Linked DNA regions of Mus musculus: region 1 is linked to region 2. Evidence: chromatin contacts called from public promoter capture Hi-C data. All regions are on one chromosome and are shown on one strand. The core of a region is the stretch at or near the end of the contact, and the rest is flanking DNA. Distances in the headings are between cores, read along the strand shown. Region 1 holds the start of Fbxo8 (F-box protein 8). Region 2 holds the start of Vegfc (vascular endothelial growth factor C).

Region 1 (5,939 bases), core at 1,862-4,361, 2.5 Mb after region 2:
AGGCATTTTCACTCCCCAAGCAACTTCCTCTAGCTAAGTCCCACCTCCCTAAGATTGCACAACCTGTCAAATTAGCACTCCAAGCTGGAAACCAAGTTATCAAACATATGAGCCTATGGAGGACACTTAACCTTCAAATCATAGCTGGTACCATTTGGAAAAAAATATCAAGTTGAAATGGCCGCTATCATTAATTACCCTGAATGCTTATAAAACCTACATAGTATAAACCAAAAAATGAAGATAAATTTAGCACAGATTTAAGTTATTATCCCCAGGGTTTGGATTTCATGTAGTTGCCAATTAGAGATGCTTATATTAAAAACCAAACCAAACTCATAGTTCACTAATATCTTGCTCAAGAAAATGACAAGAGTTCCTGGAGAAAAGAGATTCTCTGAAACTGAAGCTCCTTTAAAATGAAATCACTGAGAAAGAAAGAAAGAAAGAAAGAAAGAAAGAAAGAAAGAAAGAAAGAGAAAAAGAAAAAAAGAACAATTCAAGAATTAGATGAACTATACTTAGGGGTTTTTGTTCATGGGCTGTATTTCAGCAACGATTGACATATAATCACCCCTGCCCAGACACCTCTGCGTCTGTATAGGTCAGGAGAAGTATATAAAGCTGGCAATGTGCAGAATTCTAAGCCTGGGCCACCATCACTTCTGTGGCCATTTCTCTAGACTTGGGCACCTATTCCATGTCCGTGGCATAGCACCCCATTCGCAGTCTGCTCCTGCGGAGCGAGCTGCTGAATGTACTTTAAGTATCCTTGCACTGATGCTATGGTCAGCATGTTTGAAACACCAAATTACCTACTAAATAGTAAGATATTTAGACAATGAGGATTTTAGGGGGGGGACGGGGAAAGAAATCCTAAAATTAAATTATACAACATACTGGTCAAAACAGTAAGGCTTATTTCCCATCTTTCCAGATGCCGGGGCTAGAAAGACATACAGATATGTTAAGACAGACTTCCCAGACCAACCTTTATTGCCTAAGAAAGGTGACAGGGGAACTACTCTAGCCTCTGCTGTAACTACAAACACTGTGCCTGGGATTTAAGATTGCAGGTCTGATCTTGTTTTAGTTTCCAGACCCATCTGACAACACAATTGTTAGTTTTGTACATATCCTATCTTCCCAGGACATGCAATTTTATCCAATACTCGGTGCTACCTTTTCTTTTGCTGGTATCATAGAAGGCATTTATCTTTACATTATTTCTACTTCTGGTAATGAAATTTCGGACACTAAAGTATGCCCCAGGAACACATCCTCTTCATTACCAGCACAATAAACATTTTAAAGAAGAGTAAGATTCAAGTACAGCTTGTATCTGTAGGTGGAGGGAAAAGATATGACAGAAGAGAAAAACATAAAGGTATTTTTAAAAAAACAAGATCATAGAAGTATGTTTTCAAGAAAGGCTTTCCTAGTGTTTTTTAATTAGTAAATACTAAAATTATTACTATGAATTGAAGCTAATCAAGTACTGAAACATACTTTACACTTGACCATAATTAATCTGAGATAAAATTAAACTGTTACTTAAAAATTAGCATTTTCACTTTATATTACTTATCACAGGATATTAAATGAAGACCATATACAGATTCAATCATTAAGGTCTCACTGGTCTACCTAGCTTTCTGAAGAGTTAGGAACAAATCAAATCCACCAACCGAATTGCTGGAAGACATTGTGAGCACCGCACAAGATGGCTTTGGTGGGGAACGGAACCGATCTCAGGATCTTGGCATACCCAATGGCTCTACCACTGAGCTAGTCCCCCAGCTTTGCAGTTTAAGATACTTTGTTTCAAACCCAGCTCAATTTCGTAGCTGCTACAGGTCTTTAAAAACATGTCACAGGACTCCAAAATCATTTTGCCCAGGATAAAGTAACTAGCCTTTAATAATCACAGTGGATAGCTAGGATTTTGAAATTCCGCTTGACATATCTAAAAGACAAACTTTAAGATAAAGGGATACAAATCTGTAGAAACTAAACTTACAAAATCTCTCCGTAATAGATACTAGGAAAATGCTGTTGTAAGATCCGATGAGGGAACCGCTGTGTTCACGCATAAAACATTGTTAAAATGCTTGCAAATAATTCTGTAAAACAGTCTAGTGTAGCAGTAAGTCTAGAATACATATGTTAAAATTAGTTTTCTTTTCATACAGAGCAATCATAGGCCTCAAAGTAGATGGAGAATTCTTTTTTTTTTTTTTTTTTGGGGGGGGGGAGACACCATGAAGATGAAAACAAAGAGAACACGAAGGAAGGAGTACTTTTTCTATTCCGGACAGTCTTTTGAAGCTAGATGTATTTTTGACGGAAAGAAACTTAAAGGCATCTACAAAACAATTCAAAGAGGGCAGACTCCGATTCATTCTACTTGATGCCTTCCAAAACCATACCAGCTGGTACACAAGCAAGTCCCATCTCGAATTCCCTTTCTGCCTCTAAATTTAAAGGGATGAAAAGGTAGACCTGATCATTCGCCTACAACCCAGGAACCTCGGTGAGGACAGCAGAAGGGCCACCTTCGTCCAAGCCAGAGCACAGCAGGTCCACGAGCTCTGGCTCAGCCAGCAGCCCCTAAGCAAACTGAAAGGTTCCCAAGGCTACCGTACCAACACAGAAAGAAGAAGGGAGCACTAGAAACCCGAGAACGTGGCGGGAACCGGGTCTGCAGCCCCAGAGCCTTACGCCCGCGCCTCGGGTCGCCCCTCGTGCCGACGGTTTGTTTTTAGAACTCAGAGTTCGAGCCGAGAGTTCGAACAGCGGCTAAACATTCCGAGCCAGAGGCTGCCCCAAATGCTGGCATTCCTAGATGCAGATTCCACACTCCGTTCGCGCAGCTTCTTCAGGATACTCTACTGTCGTTAAAGTCTTATCAATTACATGTCTTTTATTGAATGTCACATTTCAAATTAGCATAATTTTGATGGCCAAAGCAGTTCAGAATGAGAAGCGGAAAAGTAAAGACTTTTTGGCGAATCTGAATGAGGAAAACGGAAATCTTTTTCCTTTAAGGAGCCGCTCCTCGACGTCACTTCCGGCAACAATAGGAAACGTCAAAACCTTGCAAGGTCCGCCACTCGGGCTTCTGCAGGCAGAGGTGCTGTGACTTCGCGGGAGTCTGGGGCGGCTTCTGGTTCCCTCGCAGCCATCGTGTTCTCCAGCGCGAACACGTGCGCTCTGGACAGGCCTCTCCATGGCTTGGGCACCAGTTCCCGGCTGAGCCATTTTCTTCTCGGCTGACAGCCCCCGCCCACAGGCCGAGTCGTCGCGGCGGCGGTGGAGATCCCAGGTCGCTCAGGTACTCGCGTCGGCACAGAGGCTTCCAATGCCTTGCTTCTTCCGCCCGCCCGGACGCTCTCACTTTTCTCCTCCGAAGTGAGGGGTAGGGATGCTTGCCACTTGATAGCCCTGGCCCAGCAAGCAACAGTTTAGGACCAATGGGTACTGTGAGACATTTTGAGTGACAGCAGCGGTGGCTTATTAAAATGGTGTATCAGAATCGAGAGGCGGGTGTGAGTCTCTTCTGTTTCTAGGCCATTGGTATAGAGGTCGATTTGGGACTCGCGGTAGCGACGTGGTGTCGTCCCTCTTGAAAGATGACAAACGGTGGAGGTTACTTTCTTCAGTTTCACGTATTGCTTTTGTGGTGGTTACAGCGTCGTTCGATGCCAAGGCACGCTTCATTTCTTACGGCGTCCCCTTAATACGAATTCAAACATATCCAGTTTAAGACCTCCGCTGATTGCTAGTTGCTACAGTCTCCAAACAGACTGTAAAATTGGTTCAACACTTTCCTTTTCGTTTTGTTTTTCTGTGGCTACGCTCCACTTTCCACATCGTATTACTCAGTACACATTGTCTAGACAAAAACCATAGAAGTTTGCAATTCTTACTCGATATATTTCTGGTTTATTTTTCGTTCTGTATTTACTAATTAATAATTGTGACTACTTAATTTATAAATGAGACATTTATTTGTAAAGACCCCCACCCCGCGCGCGCGCCATATTCTCTTCATTACCCTCAATACTGCAATTGAATACAAACTGTTGTTCATGTCAGTGTTTGCACTCCGTTTTTGTTTGTATTTTGAGACAAGGTCTCCTGTGTACTCCAGGCTGGCTCAGAATTCACTGTGTAGCCCCGACTGTCCCTAGCTAGCAATCCTTTTTCTTGGCCTTCCAAAGGCTTGGAAGTATGGTTTTGCAACAGGTCACTAAGTACTCTTCTCTTTGCTTTGGTTCTTTGGACTTTGGCACTTTCACTCCGACGAGAAGAGCTTCCGGCTACCTTTGTGAAAGGTTTTTGTTGTTGTTGTTGTTGTTTTTGTTTTTGTTTTGTTTTTACAATGTAGAGCAGGTCTCAGAATGAACAATAAATAAATTTATTATTTTCAGGTTAATTCAGAAACTTCTTGCTTATACAGTTTTTCTAAATTAACAATTACCTAAGTATCGTCATTAGTTTCATATTGCTGGTTTATGATTATCCCCAAATTTAATGCAGCTTAAAACAACAAACATGTACTATCTTGGTTTCTTTGAGTCAAGTATCAGGGCAACGTTCAACAGAGTAGTTCAGCTTGTTTCTTGAGGTCGTAGTTAGGCTGTGTTTGGGACTTGTGATACTATTGAGAGACTGCACTGAGATGGACTAAGGGTGCACTTCCAAGTGCATGCACATAGTTGCCAGCTGCCCTAGATTCTCCGCTAAGTGGGTTTTCTTCAGAAAACCCCCTTAGAGTATAGTATGGCTGTTGATTTCCCCTACAACAGACAAGCTGGGAGAAAGCATCCAACTGAGGGAAGATAACTATATTTTATAATCTAATCTTAGAAGTGATATCCTATCACTGCTATCATAGTGTGTTTGTTAAGAGTCTTTAACCCAACCCACATTAGAGAGGCAGAGGATAGATAACACAGGAGGCAAAATCGATGGAAGCCATTTTAGAGGCACCTGGAACAAATTCCGTGCCTGATAACTTTTAGCAGTTAAAAGTAATCACTACATAAGAATATCTTAGCCAAAGTATGTCCAAAAGAATTTAATTCTGACAAGGAAAAAAAAAAGCCTGATTTTGAAGTAACATGTGAATTATACTAGTATCAGCTCCTCCAGAAAAATAATTTAGAAATATTTTATATTAATTATCCTAAAGAATATTATTTAATATTGCCTGAAGGGTAGAGAATCTGAAAAGAGTGTTTGAGGTTATCTTTTACCCTTTTACATAGCTGAAATTGGGTCAAAATAAATGTATGGAAGATAGCTTTTGAGAAGGAAAGCAGTTAGGAAAAGGCTAGGGCTGGTTATAGATAAAATGCAGATCAGTGGAAAATTTCTGTTAAACCCATATGATCAAATAGGGGTGGGAAAAGTGTGCTTTGGAAATGTGCTTTGATTTTTTTAAAAAAGGATTTACATGGCAAGTGTGAGTGGTAGTGGGTTACAGAATAGGCTATACTCCATGTTGTTGTGTATATCAGTCCAAGGTGTACTCCTTAGAGACCTCTACTCAGCTGAAGCCAGAATATTTTACCTTGCTGCAAACCAGCAGCAGCAGCGAAACTTAGGATGAGACTTATAAAGCAAGGTTTATTAAAAATAAATTTAATACAGTTTTAGTAGGGACATTGATAAGGGAGAGAGAGGGAATTAATAAAACAAGGGTACACACCCCAAGTATGATCTTGGGCTTTTCAAGATAGAATTACATTAAAGTGTGTCAACAATAGCAATACATAAAATTTTGATGGCCTTGAAAGTTATAGTATTTAAAGGTTTTTAAAAAGTAAATAAACCTGTTTTAGATCTACTTGTTTTTATCTAGTCAGCATTCTGTTAGTCAATAAGATATGTTGGTTTATTGTATATTATATAAAGACCTAGGTTTAAAAAAG
Region 2 (6,340 bases), core at 2,331-4,830:
TGCAAACTTTATATGCCCCAGTACAGGGGAACGCCAGGGCCAAAAGTGGGAGTGGGTGGGGAGGGAAGTGGAGGGGAGGGGTATGGGGGACTTTTGGGATAGCATTGTAAATGTAAATGAGGAAAATTCCTAATTAAAATATTATAAAAAAAAGAAAAAAGAAAAAAAAAGATACCAGTTGTTCCAAGATTCCCCAAACAGTTAAATCTTACAGGCCAGTTCACTCAGTGATGGGAACAAATGTTGGTCCCACATGAGAATCATTACTCCACTGATGGAATCAAGGTCATCTCCAACCTTAAGTGTCTGAACAGGGCCCAGTGCAAACTAAAGTGACTTTGCAAGCAATAATGATTTCTGCTTTGCCAACAGAACCTCTAAGTAGAAACAACCTAAATAATAAAATGCACGAACAAGCTTGATTGAGATTGCTTGACTATAGTTCTTGTACCAGGCCTTTCTTCTCCTGTATAAGGGTGAAACTCTTGTTAGTCAGTAGTACAAGGTCTACTATCTTCCCAGTGTGGTCACACTGGAAATTTCCTTTCTTGCATCATTACCACTTGTGACAGGTGTTGGAATTTGGCCTAGAGGAGACTCAGGAACTCTGATAAGAAGCAGACATAGACATATAGTAATTTTTGATTAAACGCTATCGTCAAAAAGTTTAAAAACCCAATAGCTACAAGAAACTGGAGATACTATGCAAATGTTATCCAGTTCTCCCATCCTAGTTTGTACTAACAGAGTAATAGTTTCTATAAAACAAAACAAACAGTTACATGACACCCTCTTTCCCTTAGAAGTGCTTTAAAAATAACAGTAGTAATCGATCTTAAAAGATCTTGCAGGAAGTCATTGATAGAAAAAAAATTAAAACAAAAAACAGTTTTAAAAAAGATATTTTTAAACTTCAAAATCTGTAATAGTTATTTAATTTTTTAGGTGTTAAGCAGGGGGAAAATCCCTAGCAACTTTTAAAAAAAGTATGTTGTTAAATAATGTTTATTAATAACTATTATACATAATAATAGTGATATCTTCTTTTAAACCCTAGGCTTCATTCATGGTAAGTAAGCATTCTAACATTGGGCTATATGGTCAGCCCTACTGTATTGGTTTTAAAGACAACTGATGTTTCTTTTATTTAAACAGGTCTTGCTATGACTTTATTTACAGAAAACAGTAATTAGCAACAGGAAGATAAATATATGTAAGTGGAGTGCATGTGCTAACCATCTTAAAAAAAGTTTGCCACTAATTCATTTTGATACATGTTAATTTTGCTGATTTTTATGGTATTCATACCATGCTAAATCCTGAGATTGATGGAAAAGTGTGACAGTTCTCAGTGTAGGCTGTCTATCTGAGGCATTCTGACATCCAAGCCTTTTCCCAGAATTCCCTAAATCCTGGTGGCATGCCTAACCATCTGGTTTTACAACCGCCCTTTGTGACTCCAAGTGCAATAAAAGTTAAGAACCACTGTACTGAGACAAGATTCCAAGGACACTCCATTTCTACTTGAGTCAAAATCCAGCCAGTTCAACAGGAACACAGAAAGAAGGGAACATACAGAAAATGTCAAGTTCCCAAATTGCCTTAGCAACTTGTGAGGGGCCGTCTGTGGCAAGGTAAGACTTCCTCATGATAAACCATGAGACACAAGTTAGAGCCCAGAAGACAACTCCTGCCACAAATGCAGAGTAGTGCAGACATAACTAAATATTAGTACACACGCAGATTTCTTGAGAAATCTGGTCAACTTTAAGAGTTCTTTGCATCAACAGCATGACTTGGCTGCCAGAAAATAAACTTGGTCCAATGCTATGTCAACAAATGCTTGCTTTCTAGACAAGGAAGACCCCTCCTTTTCTGCATGCTTCGTTGGGGTATTTTAAGTATGGAGCCATGTTCTGAACGGCGTACTTTATGAAGATAAACTTAGCATGATGGATGAGGATAATTGGAACTGTCGGGTTAAACTAAAAAGGAATCTTTCACTGGTAGGAAAAGTAGCCCTGGGAGAACGTGACAGATATTTCCAAATATCTGAGGGGCTAACATGTGGAATTTACATTAGACGAAGTACGCAAAATACCAAAGTCAAAAGCAATGGGTAGTTGGAAGATTCAATGATGTCAGTCTTCAATAAAGGGAAGCACAGTCAGGGCAAGGGGCATTCACTGTTTGTAGAGGTATTTAAGCACTCACGGAAATGTTGGGCAAGGAGACCTCCAGATCATATTATTTGAATTACAAGGAAACGTCTTTCCTCCAACGACAATTTTGTGGCTTTTTAACATTAGTGCACTTAGTATAGTTTTTGAATAGGCAAGACCTTTCATGTCTCTATGCTGTTGATGCAGCTTAAGTGGAACTTCTGCCATCTGCCCACCTGCCCAGGAAAGCAGATGCCATCACCAGGAAGACAGCAGAGTTCCTAGGTGCTTTTCCAGAGAATAAATGCATCACTGCTGTTTGCTCTTTCAGCATATAAATTGTCCCATTTCATTCTCTTTCTCTTGCAAATGGAAGGTGTGTCTTGCAGATACAGTTTGGGTGTGTCTCTATCAATGTTCTTTAAGATTCTGGACCATCTGTCCTTCAGATGGAACTTTAGGTCTTCCGGAAGATCACTAAGATCTTAGCATGAATGACTTGCCCTGTATTCTGAGATGTCCCTCTTTGCATTCTTGCTTCAAGTAAACCAGAAAACAGTGGAGGTGGTGGTGCTGGGAAGGGCACTATGGCCCCATAGGTCTCTGCTATAATGTTGATCTTTTTCTCTGAAGTGTTTTAGAAGTCTCAGGCTGGTCCCAAACTTCTCAGGATAAAGAATGTCTGGAGAAGGATTTTACCACAAGGGGTTGCCAGGGCCAAAGCGTGCGTCTCCTACCCACTGTACCTGCTCCCCCCTCCCCATCTTTCTAGCAGCTGAGCTCAGTCATGTGGCCCCTAAAACTGGTCCTGCAGAGAGAGTCAAGCCCCCAGACCTGACTTGAGCCCCTGCCTCCCCACCCCGACACCCCAGCAGAGCCCAGAGAGAAGGGCAGAGAAAGGGAAAGCGAGGAGAGTGGATGGAGGTGGGGCTGGAGGAAAGCGTGGGGCTGGAGGGAGCAAGCTTCCTAGGGAAAGAGAGGGGAGGGCTGACTGGGCTCGGCACGCTCCCTCCCTCTTGCCGCTTTCTCTCACATAAGCGCAGGCAGAGGGCGCATCAGTCATGCCCTGCCCCTGCGCCCGCTGCCGCCGCCGCCACCGCCACCGCTCGGCCCCGCGCGCGCAGGAGGCTCGAGCGCCCGGGAGCTCGCGGGCCTCGCCGCCGCCGGGCGCCCCGCCGCCCTCCTCCCGCCCCCCGGCTCCGCCGCCACCACCGCCTTCTCCCGCGGCTCCCGCGGCCCGGCTCCTTTCACTTCGGGCGAGGGGAGGGAGGAGGGGGGACGAGGGACCCGAGGGCTCTTCGGGACGAGTGGAACATCGCGGGGTGACTGGGCTTAACCACCCCACCCCCTCTTCTTTGCAAAACACCAAAAACAAAACCGCGATCGGCGGAGCCGGCGCCCTCGCTTCACCTCGCGGGCCGCCACCGAGGGCAGTTCGGATGTCCGGTTTCCTGTGAGGCTCGTACCTGACACCCGGGAGCCTCTCCCCCGTGAGGGCTGCCAGAGCCGAGGGCAAAAGTTGCGAGCCGCCGAGTCCCGGGAGACGCTCGCCCAGGGGGGTCCCCGGGAGGAAACCACGGGACAGGGACCAGGAGAGGACCTCAGCCTCACGCCCCAGCCTGCGCCAGCCAACGGACCGGCCTCCCTGCTCCCGGTCCATCCACCATGCACTTGCTGTGCTTCTTGTCTCTGGCGTGTTCCCTGCTCGCCGCTGCGCTGATCCCCAGTCCGCGCGAGGCGCCCGCCACCGTCGCCGCCTTCGAGTCGGGACTGGGCTTCTCGGAAGCGGAGCCCGACGGGGGCGAGGTCAAGGTAGGTGCAAGGGACCCCGTCGGGTCGGGCTGAGGATCCGAGGCTCCCAAGTCCTGGACTGTGTGTGGGCTTGGCTTTACTGGGTGTACAGAGAACCTGCCGTGGAGTGTGTGTGCATAATTATTTATTTAACCTTTGGATCCAAAGTTAGAGATTGGTGCACGCTTGCTTGGAGCAAAGTTTCTCTTCTTTTTTTCTCTCCCCCAGTGGAAAGCTGTTACTAGAAAGGAAAGCAACTTAGAGGAGGGAAGGGCCCAAGAGGTGTTCAGTCACACAGATTCCTTCTCCTTCATAGTGGTCTCCTGCCAACAGAGGAGTTTGCACCCTGCCCCAGTGGCATGGCTCCAGAGAGAATTTCATTGCTGTAGGAAATGCTCTTTTCTTTTCCTGGCTGGTTTTGGACTCCAAAGAGCTTCTGGGGTGTGTGACCAGACAACGGAGTTTTATGCTCCTGGAGTTTGCATAGCAGGGGCCCCAGGCTCTGTGAGCTAGTTTGGAAAAAGTGTGAGTAAATTTAGAAACTGGGCTTAAAGGTTTTGGATTTCAGAATTAACTTGAACTTGGTCAAATCCAAGATGTAACAGAAATTGGAATCTTCTAAACTTTATCAATTCTTTTCCTAAACAGTGGCTATAAGATTAAAAAAAAATCAAAGTATCAATTAGTTTGTTTTATTTTGTTTTAAAGAGAAATAGCATCTTTCCTGAACACGTTAAGGGACTTTTGAAGACATTCCGATTGTCTGACTCAGTTATCTTATCTTGTGTACTTCTCACTTGAACCTTCTAAAGAATATGTTTATAACATCTTCAAGTTTATACTTGGCGTAATAGTTGGGATCTTGAACTCCTGCAAAAGTTTTGTGTTTAAGGCACTGCGAAGCCCCCTGGCTGGAAGCAGACTGAAGTGGTTTATAGTAGCTGACTGCAAGTGGGGGGAAAAAAATAGAAGGGGGTGTGTTACTCTCAACTTTCAGTTGACTTTATTGGTGAACATACACAGAATGTGCAGAGGTCAAACCACCTTCCCTGGAAAGGTTTGTCTGAGAAAAACTTTAATACGGACAAGACTAGGTTATAAGATATCAAGTTACCATTGTGTCTACATTTGGTAAAAATACAAATACCAGATTTTTCAGTCCATTATGAGAACTGCAATGTTCAGCACACGCTTATCACTATACGTACAATGACGAGAATATCCTCGTCTCTAAGTGCCACAGAAATAAAGCTCGGGACAGAATCATACTTCCTGTAATTCGAGCCTTTGAAGTTTGCCAGACCTATTCACTTTCTGCCTCTGCAAATTCAAACTGATATACTTGTGACTTAGTCAGACAACATCACCATCGCCTATGATAGCTAGGCTTTGATTTACAGTACGAAAGCGTGACGCCTTGAGTTAAATGAGAAGCCTTTTCAGATAAGCCAATAGTTTATTCAAGGAGTCTGTCACGTCTGGGTCAATCCCAAATGACTGTATCAGAGCATGGATGTTTGTATGAGCTCAGTTGTGTGTTCCAAGAGGTCACCTTCAAAGGATCTTCTCATTGGTAGTCATTAAACATCTTATTTTCTCTGAAAATTTTGTTTGCAAAAGTTTCTTTTCTTATTTAATCATTTTTTAAAATATTGTATGTTGAATAAGAACTGATATTTGGTATGTAATATGACTTTTTTTAACTTATCAGAGGAAACATTATTTTGTATGTTTGAATTTCATGAGCAGTATACTTCTGCTTACTGAGCCTTTCCCTAGTGGGCAAGCAGAACTTTTGACAGCTTGTTTTACTGATGCCTTCAGGGAAACTGTATCCTTGCTGTGGAACTTGCACCCAGTGACCCAAACACTGCTGTGAAGACTCCATGTCTCTCCCTAGTGGCCTTTCAAGGCACCTCAATTAGCAAATATTGGAGAACTGGAGGGAAACCAGTTAGTTTCCCAGGAACAACTTAAATCCTAAGAAAGTATTTCACAAAATTCACACAGGATGTCAATTATACATAGAATTAGCTCTCACAAAATTTTGTTAAATAATAAAACCCATGTAGCAATTTAAAATTCACAATATAGGAAAGCCAATATGGTATAAAGCTCAGCATCCAATCTTCTTTGTGGTAGCCATGGCCACCCAGATAATTGGAACTGAATTTACTAAGTTCCCCTTTCTATTCTTTTCTTCATGACTGTATGATTTAATGAAAAGTCCTAAAATACTTTCTGAAGGATGTTAAAGTAAACAGCTCAGGGTCGAAAACTAAGGCAATGGTATCATGTGGCCATAAGAAGAGACATTCAAAACTTGTTATCAAACTAATGACAACTGATGATCTCGGAAAGAACACCTGATTGCCATATCTAATAAT

Evidence for each region. Promoter capture Hi-C pulls out the DNA fragments that hold promoters and counts their contacts.
Region 1: a contact with region 2 is called in a promoter capture Hi-C map of embryonic stem cells, with 5 times the contacts expected there. The contact joins the promoter of Fbxo8 here to the promoter of Vegfc in region 2. A contact is called at or near these places in 4 of 39 promoter capture datasets (embryonic stem cells, hippocampal neurons, liver and 1 more) and 1 of 115 datasets of contacts at active chromatin or transcription factors (astrocytes).

Annotation. Positions count from the first base shown.
Region 1 is chr8:56,548,043-56,553,981 of GRCm38.p6, forward strand. Fbxo8 (F-box protein 8) reads left to right here and starts at 3,112. Exons shown (of 6, transcript NM_015791.4): 1 at 3,112-3,334. Cep44 (centrosomal protein 44) reads right to left here and starts at 2,524. Exons shown (of 11, transcript NM_001009951.1): 1 at 2,503-2,524.
Region 2 is chr8:54,073,952-54,080,291 of GRCm38.p6, forward strand. It overlaps Vegfc (vascular endothelial growth factor C), which reads left to right and starts at 3,581. Exons shown (of 7, transcript NM_009506.2): 1 at 3,581-3,974. The coding sequence starts at 3,828. Gm33153 reads right to left here. Exons shown (of 1, transcript XM_006509526.4): 1 at 2,119-6,340. The coding sequence starts at 3,822. The coding sequence ends at 2,983.